2 separate regions of the Mus musculus genome follow, and region 2 is linked to region 1. Evidence: chromatin contacts called from public HiChIP or PLAC-seq data. All regions are on one chromosome and are shown on one strand. Each heading gives the region's core, a stretch centred on a gene start, on an enhancer-like site or on the middle of the called end of the contact. The rest is flanking DNA. Distances are from core to core; before and after follow the strand shown.

The links. HiChIP or PLAC-seq counts read pairs in DNA pulled down with a chosen protein or histone mark.
Region 2: a contact with region 1 is called in an H3K27ac HiChIP or PLAC-seq map of acute myeloid leukemia, with 6 times the contacts expected there. The contact joins two enhancer-like sites. A contact is called at or near these places in 9 of 39 promoter capture datasets (the 3T3-L1 cell line, the C10 cell line, cranial neural crest and 5 more), 4 of 484 Hi-C or Micro-C datasets (adipose-derived mesenchymal stem cells, bone marrow-derived macrophages and myeloid progenitors) and 3 of 115 datasets of contacts at active chromatin or transcription factors (acute myeloid leukemia, large pre-B cells and microglia).

Annotation. Positions count from the first base shown.
Region 1 is chr6:38,712,871-38,716,277 of GRCm38.p6, reverse strand. It overlaps Hipk2 (homeodomain interacting protein kinase 2), which reads left to right. Exons shown (of 15, transcript NM_010433.2): 12 at 57-338. Among named protein-coding and RNA genes, the nearest start is that of 4930502C15Rik, 23 kb to the left of the region's middle. Within about 2 kb of position 1,802, at least 25 of the 459 cell types and tissues checked have an H3K27ac peak or open chromatin away from gene starts, as enhancers often do. A contact at or near this core is called in acute myeloid leukemia, where this site is marked.
Region 2 is chr6:39,016,438-39,019,844 of GRCm38.p6, reverse strand. It overlaps Tbxas1 (thromboxane A synthase 1, platelet), which reads right to left. Exons shown (of 13, transcript NM_011539.3): 6 at 1,865-1,953. Among named protein-coding and RNA genes, the nearest start is that of Gm23010, 4.5 kb to the right of the region's middle. Within about 2 kb of position 1,679, at least 11 of the 459 cell types and tissues checked have an H3K27ac peak or open chromatin away from gene starts, as enhancers often do. A contact at or near this core is called in acute myeloid leukemia, where this site is marked.

The sequences.
Region 1 (3,407 bases), core at 553-3,052:
AGATGGAGATGTAGGGCCAGACCCTCCTTGTAAATCGTGTTGTTTTGTCATTACAGAAATGTCTCCACCTGTGAGGTGACCTCTTCACAGGCTATCAGCTCCCCTCAGCGATCCAAGCGTGTCAAGGAGAACACTCCCCCACGGTGCGCCATGGTACACAGCAGCCCAGCTTGCAGCACCTCAGTCACCTGTGGGTGGGGCGACGTGGCCTCCAGCACCACCCGGGAGCGACAGCGGCAGACGATTGTCATCCCCGACACCCCGAGCCCCACAGTCAGTGTCATCACCATCAGCAGTGACACCGATGAAGAAGAGGAGCAGAAGCACGCCCCCACCAGGTGAGGCTGTGCACATAGACTCTGAGGACAGAGCTGAGATTCCATCATTCCCCCGCTGACCCCTGCATCTTCATTTTCCCATGTTCTTGGACCCTAAGCTTATTTCAGGAGAGCAGCAAACAATTTTGCCATACATTTAAAAACCAAAATAATTTTGAGTGAGTTTGGCCTTAAAAAATAGTTACAATCCCTAAACATTTAGGAATATGAGACTATAAAAACTAGGCTCCCAGTCCCAGCTTAGTTTTAACACTTACAAGCTTTAGCCTCCGGCTATTGAATATATTCCCAGCTGGTCAGGATGTCTCTCTTAACATTGCCTTGGCTCACTCAGAATTTGAAGTAATTATCCAATTAATCAGAAATTTCCCTATGTCTGATTAACCCAATCCTTCAAACTGCCAGTTGGCTCTATACCCAGAGAGCACTACTGTTTATTCCAAAGTAGCAATAATTTATTTTACTCTGTGTGTGCTTCCTGGGTCTAGGGAAGAAATATTTATTATATTTGTGAGAGTGCTAACTCTGACACCAGAGCCTCTTTTCTACACTTTGCAACCAGACTCAGCAAACATGCCTCCTTCCTGAGCCGCCAGCTCAGGTGGCCCAGACCGTGTACAGTCACCTTCTGTGCCCCGAGGACGTTAGGCCTCACAGAACCCACAGTCACACAGCCATACCCTGCCAGGACCTTTGCATTAGGAGCGAAACCAGGGAAGAGGCCCCTGCCACCCCAAGCCAGAGCTTCCAGTCACCCTAGTGTCTCCCACAACTAGGTGCAGAGTTCCTTGTTCATAGTTAGGCCCAAATTGTTTATTCCTGATTAGATGTAATGCTGTTCATTATTCATCACAAGTGGTTTTGATGATGATAATTTTCATGCTTGCAGTCATTACTAAATGTTCAGCTAAAGCCTAGTCTCGCATGCAGCCCGTTCCTACGGCGTGCAGCCCGTTCACCTTCAGGTTAATCTCACCATAGCCATTCCTACGGCGTGCAGCCTGTTCACCTTCAGGTTAATCTCACCATAGCCGTTCCTACAGCGTGCAGCCCGTTCACCTTCAGGTTAATTCTCACCATAGCCGTTCCTACGGCATGCAGTCCGTTCACCTTCCAGGTTAAGGCAAGGAGTCTGAGTTTTCAGCAGTGGGACTAGTATGTGTGTTGTTTTTCTTGCTGAGTGGCTCAGTGTGGTTATCAGTGTAATTTGATATTGCACTGTTGTGTTTCTGTCCCTGCCATCTGCTATCTGTCTGAGGGACAGAGGGTTGGTGAGGCCAGGCACATGGTTTTGCACCGTAATATTACTTTACATTCTTCCGCCTGTTCCAGAACTGGCCTCACTTTGTTTTGTGACTATAGCCCCCAAATTGAGTCCGTGTTCCATCCGTCCAAACCTGAGAATGTTAAGGGCTTGGTCTCCTTCCAGAGAGGAAGACTCTTCTTGCCCCAGACTGGCCCCTGGCTTGGGGAAGCCTGTGCATATATTTGTAGCGCTGTTTAAGAAAAGCTGAGCAGTCCTGAGCACAGCTGGAGAAACGCAAAAGCAATTTAAAGACCTGGCTGTCAACTAGATTGCAATGTCGCTTTTGAAGTCTGAGATGTGAATTGACAGCAGTTCTGAACACGAGTGGCTCAGGAGAGGCTTGACTAGAGAGTAGGAGGGCAGGACAGCGAGTGCCATCTCTGCAGCGGCCAGAGAGCCAGGAGGACTGAAAGCGGAAGGAAGTGCAATGTGGAACTGTGTCCCTTGGAGGAAACCTAATGAAATGCGTGGCAGCTTGTGAGAACTGTGATAAAAATGACTCCGAGGCCCAGAGTAAAGGTGGACAGCAACCAGGGGTAGGTGACATGTGAGGAACCACACCCTGAACACAGGGGCATGATACATAGGAAATACAGGGGACTGCACTGCAGACTAAACCACAAAGCGATGGTAAAGGGCCTCAACCACCCACCCTGGTGACAGGGAGCTTGCAGAGGAAGATGCAGTAGTGATACTTACTGCAGAGATATGATTGTTGCCTTAGAAAATAGTTCAGGACCCAAAAAGATAGAAAAGTCTAGTTGAAGCCAATAGCTCTTAATAGAAAAACCACTGTGTAATTGTATCACGTAACCATGACTGTATTTAACAACTAGAAAGTAAAGGAACTTACGATTATGTGTTCTGGAAATTGTAATTACCATGAAATTTAACACAGTGACTATTTACCGCCCCACCATTGTAAGACAGTATGGCTGGAACTTCAAGTAGTATACAAATAAGGGGACAGACTCTCTCTTCTTGAGGCTTGCAGATAATAAGCGTGACAAGACACGTACAAATCACTCTGACAGGAAGTAGAACATCTCCTCCAGAGAAGCTAGCGAAGTCTCAGGAGAGTTTAGGAGAGAGTTGCAGACTTAAGTGAGGTGACTGATGTGGCAGAGTGCCAAAGGGGAGCAAACAGAGTGTCCCAGAAGCAAGCCTTATCCAAGAGAAGGAAGAATGTTGGAGGAAATGGGGTGGGCATGGGAATGGTTTTTGAGGCATTTCCCCTTAGATGGAAATGAGGGATTTGTCAGAAGGCTCGAAGAAGTTCAAGGAAAAGCATCAGGCCTAGAAAACCAAGACTATACTGTTTGCACCTAAACAAAAAAGCACTTGGCCATGGGCTCCAAAGCTGAACAGCATCCCCTATCCTCCCGCTTTCTGTTCAAGCTTTGGAGACACTCTGACCAGTTACTTTTCTACTATGGTAAAATACCATGGCCAAGGCAACTCACAGATGAGTTGATTTGGGGCTATGGTTCTAGAGGGTTAGAATCCAGATGGCAGAGCTAAATCCGTCAGCAACAGGAAGAGCTGAGAGTCTACATCTCAAACCACAGGGGAGACAAAGAGCACTAATTCAAAACCATAAATCCTCTGAAACCTCAGAGCCTTCCTTCAGCAACACACTTCCTCCATCAAGGTTTCGCCTCCTTATTCTCCAAAACAGACAACTGGGGATCAAGTATTCATATGCCCAAGACTTACTGGGGACATCTTATTCAAAGCACCAGTCTCTAACTCTGGTCATCCTT
Region 2 (3,407 bases), core at 430-2,929, 300 kb before region 1:
TTACAGGCATTGACGTCTTAAGGATTTTTTCTAAGGAGTCTAATACCTGGGCTATTGATACTCTTTCACAACTGTAACATCTGTGCTTGTCATTGATACAGTTAGTTCTTCTGCATGGGCCCCACAGCCACCAGCTTATCACTAGAGAATAAATCACTTGATGACTCTGAAATGTTGACGACTTATATTGAAAACATTGCTATGATTGGTCACCGATTCCCCATTGATGCAAAAAGTGTGCATGGCTCCTGAGTGCGATCCCAGCAGACCCTAGTGCTTGAGGGTTCCAGGACCGAAGAGTTATTTGCTTTGCTTTAATAGCAGAGGGGGCCACCTTATCTTACACTCTGGGAGAGTGTGGGCGAGAAGGTTTGTTGACAGCTGGGAACAACATAAACGCTGCCATTGACTAGCCTCTAGTTCTGTTGGCAGTGATGATTCTGAGTCAGCTGTGGCTGATCTGCAGTCATTCTGTTCCCAGTCTGCTGCCAGCCATGATTTAGCTTAGAGCATCTAAAGGTTGCTAGGAGAAAAGTCAGTCAGTTGCTTAAATTGCCAGCTATATACACCTAACACCACTCTCCTGCCCACCACTGAGCTGTGGCTGCTAGGCACAAACGATCACTACTTATTTATTTATTAATATATTAAGCTGAACTGAGATTTGAATCTAGGGTCTCGTATATGCTGAAGCACTTTATCCTTTCGAACTATATTCCCCAGCCAATCACCATTTTCACTTTTAGAGATTTAGTCGTTTATTTATGTGTATAAGTGCTTGCCTGAGTATATTTATATATATATATATATACCACCACATGCCTGCAGTGCCCACAGCGGCCAGAAGAGGGCGCCGGATACCCTGAAACCAAAGTTACAGACAGATGTGAGCCACCTGACATGGATGATGGGACTTGAACCCGGGTCTTCTAGAAGAGCAAAAAAGTACTTTTAGCTGCTGAGCCATCTCTCCAGCCCCTTAACTTTTTATTCTGAGAAACAATTTCACTAAAGCACCCAGAATGGCCTTAAACTCACTGTAGCCCAGGCAGGCCTTGAACTTGTGTTCTTCTGGCCTTAGTTTCTGTAGTGGGTCAGATAATATACCTTATTTACATTATCTTTTTTAATTTTTAACTTTTTTGAGACAGAGTCTCAGGTGTTCCAGGCAGGCCTTGTATTCCCCACGTGAACAATATCCAGAGTATGGATCTATAGATGTGTACTACCATGCCTGGCTTCATGTGGTACTGATGCTGGTGATCGATCAATCCCAAGGCTTTGCTCAAGCCAAGCACACATTTTACTAACCAAGCTCAGCCTCAGCCTCATGGCTCACTTGTTTGTTTGTTTGTTTGGGTTTTTGTTTTGTTTTGTTTTTTGTTTTTAGGCAGGGCCTCATTGTGCAGCTCTGGTCTAGAACTTCCTATGTAGACCAGTGACCTTCAAACTCTCAGAGATCTACCTGCCCCTGCCTCCCAAGTGCTGGGATGAAAGCTGTGTACCTCCACGCCTGGCCTCGGTATTTTTCTTGTGAAAGTTTAGGTACTTTCTTGAAAGTCCCTGTCCCTTCTGCCCTGGCAGATCTTGCCCATCATGTCCTTGGAGACCAGAGGCTAAGTCTACTCAGGCACTAACCACCGCACATTTGAATTTTCCTCACTAGGCTGGCATCCCTGGCTCAAGTTACTTTGCTTCGTGGTTTAGGTGGGGTTTCTTCTCATTAGTCAGTCTACCCACACCGTTATGACCGACTGGTGCTTCCGGTTTGCAACTCCCGAGGTAATTGTCCAGCCATTATGTGCTGTCGCAAGGATCATCCACTCAGAATTGTGACTTCTCACTTGTAATGGAGCAGCCTTACCTCTGGATGTTGAATGCGTCCCTGGATGCTGCATAGCGTTTTAAGTGAGCCACGAGAAGTTCACAGGCTTGGCTGATGAGAGGTGTCATCTGATAATAGATAGCAGAGGTATAATTAGGGCATCGTGCCTAAATTGGCTGCCAATGATGGACAAGGTTATCCACAGTGCTTTCTAGGGAAACAGACTGTATTTCAAAGGTGCTTTTCACGAGGCGAAGATTAAGAAAGTATTCATAATATTTGTAAAATACAGTGTCCATAAATGCCTATCTTAAGCTCAAGTGAGCTTTCTGGGGTAGATGCACCAAAGGAGAAAGGACCAAACGTAGATCTGGTGAAATAATTATGAAAGCTATCACTAAGTGTTTAGACAAAACTTCAAATCGGTGCTTGGCTTCCTGGCGTGTGGTGAGCATTAGCAAGCAAGTAGACCACACTCTATATGTCCTGGCCCTGGAACTAGCCCAAGTCCGTGCATGCCTGTTCCAATTAAGTTTTCAGATCTCCCACCAGAACATAGACTCGAGTATCCGGAGGCACTGAGGGTCATCTGTTCCAACTTCTTAATTAAGGCAGAAGTTATCTTAATGGTATTTCTGAGAGAGGGGTTTTCATCTGTGTTTCAGCTGCTTACGCCTTCCAAGACAGGGTAACTCTTGACCTGCACGAGGAATTGTTGAATTCTTAACATTAAGAAGATATTTTATTGTGGAAAATTTCTAATGCCCAGAGAAAGATCTAGAGAGCAGCGCTGTGCACACCTCCGTGGTTCCAGCACATTTAGACAGCAGGCTTGGCTGCCCGTCCCTTTGACGTCCAAGACGTTCTCTTGGGTGGGTAGCACTCTTTAAGGGCTTTCATTCTCTCCTATATATTTGAAGGGCCAGGCTGGAACTGTCAAGGGGGATCTTTCAACTGAGTACACATCCTAGAACAGTGTCATATCTGAGGCAGAATACTGCTGTAGGTTCTTCTGAGCATTTATGGGACTAATACTTTGAAATGGTGCCTGATGTTTGGTTTTCATTATTATTACTATTATTAGAAAGAAACTTTAAAACTGTATTTAAATTAAATTTTTTTTTCAGATTTATTTGATTTTATGCACATGAGTGTTTTGCCTTCATGTGTATGTTCCACGTGCCAGCCTAGTCCTGTAGATGTCAGAGCGTAGCGGGTCCCCTGGAAACTGTAGTTACAGGTGGTTGTGAGCCACCATGTGGGTGCTGAAGCTGAACCTAGGTCCTCTGCAGGAGTGACAAGTGTTCTCAGCCTCTGACCCCCCACTCCACCCCCTATTTTACTTTTAAGATTATGTGCGTGTGTGTTCAGTGCAGGGAGCATTTCAGGTACCCACTGGAAGAGTTCTTGGGGAATCGGGAAGCTTGCGTTGTAGATGGTTGTAAGCCACACAGCACACACACACTGGCAACTGAAGTTGGGTTTGTTACAAGAGCAGTATGCTCTCTTAACCACTGGGCTGTCCCTCTAGCATCTGGTTTTCACTATTTTGATGCTAGAATAGTCTGAGGTCAGGGGAGGT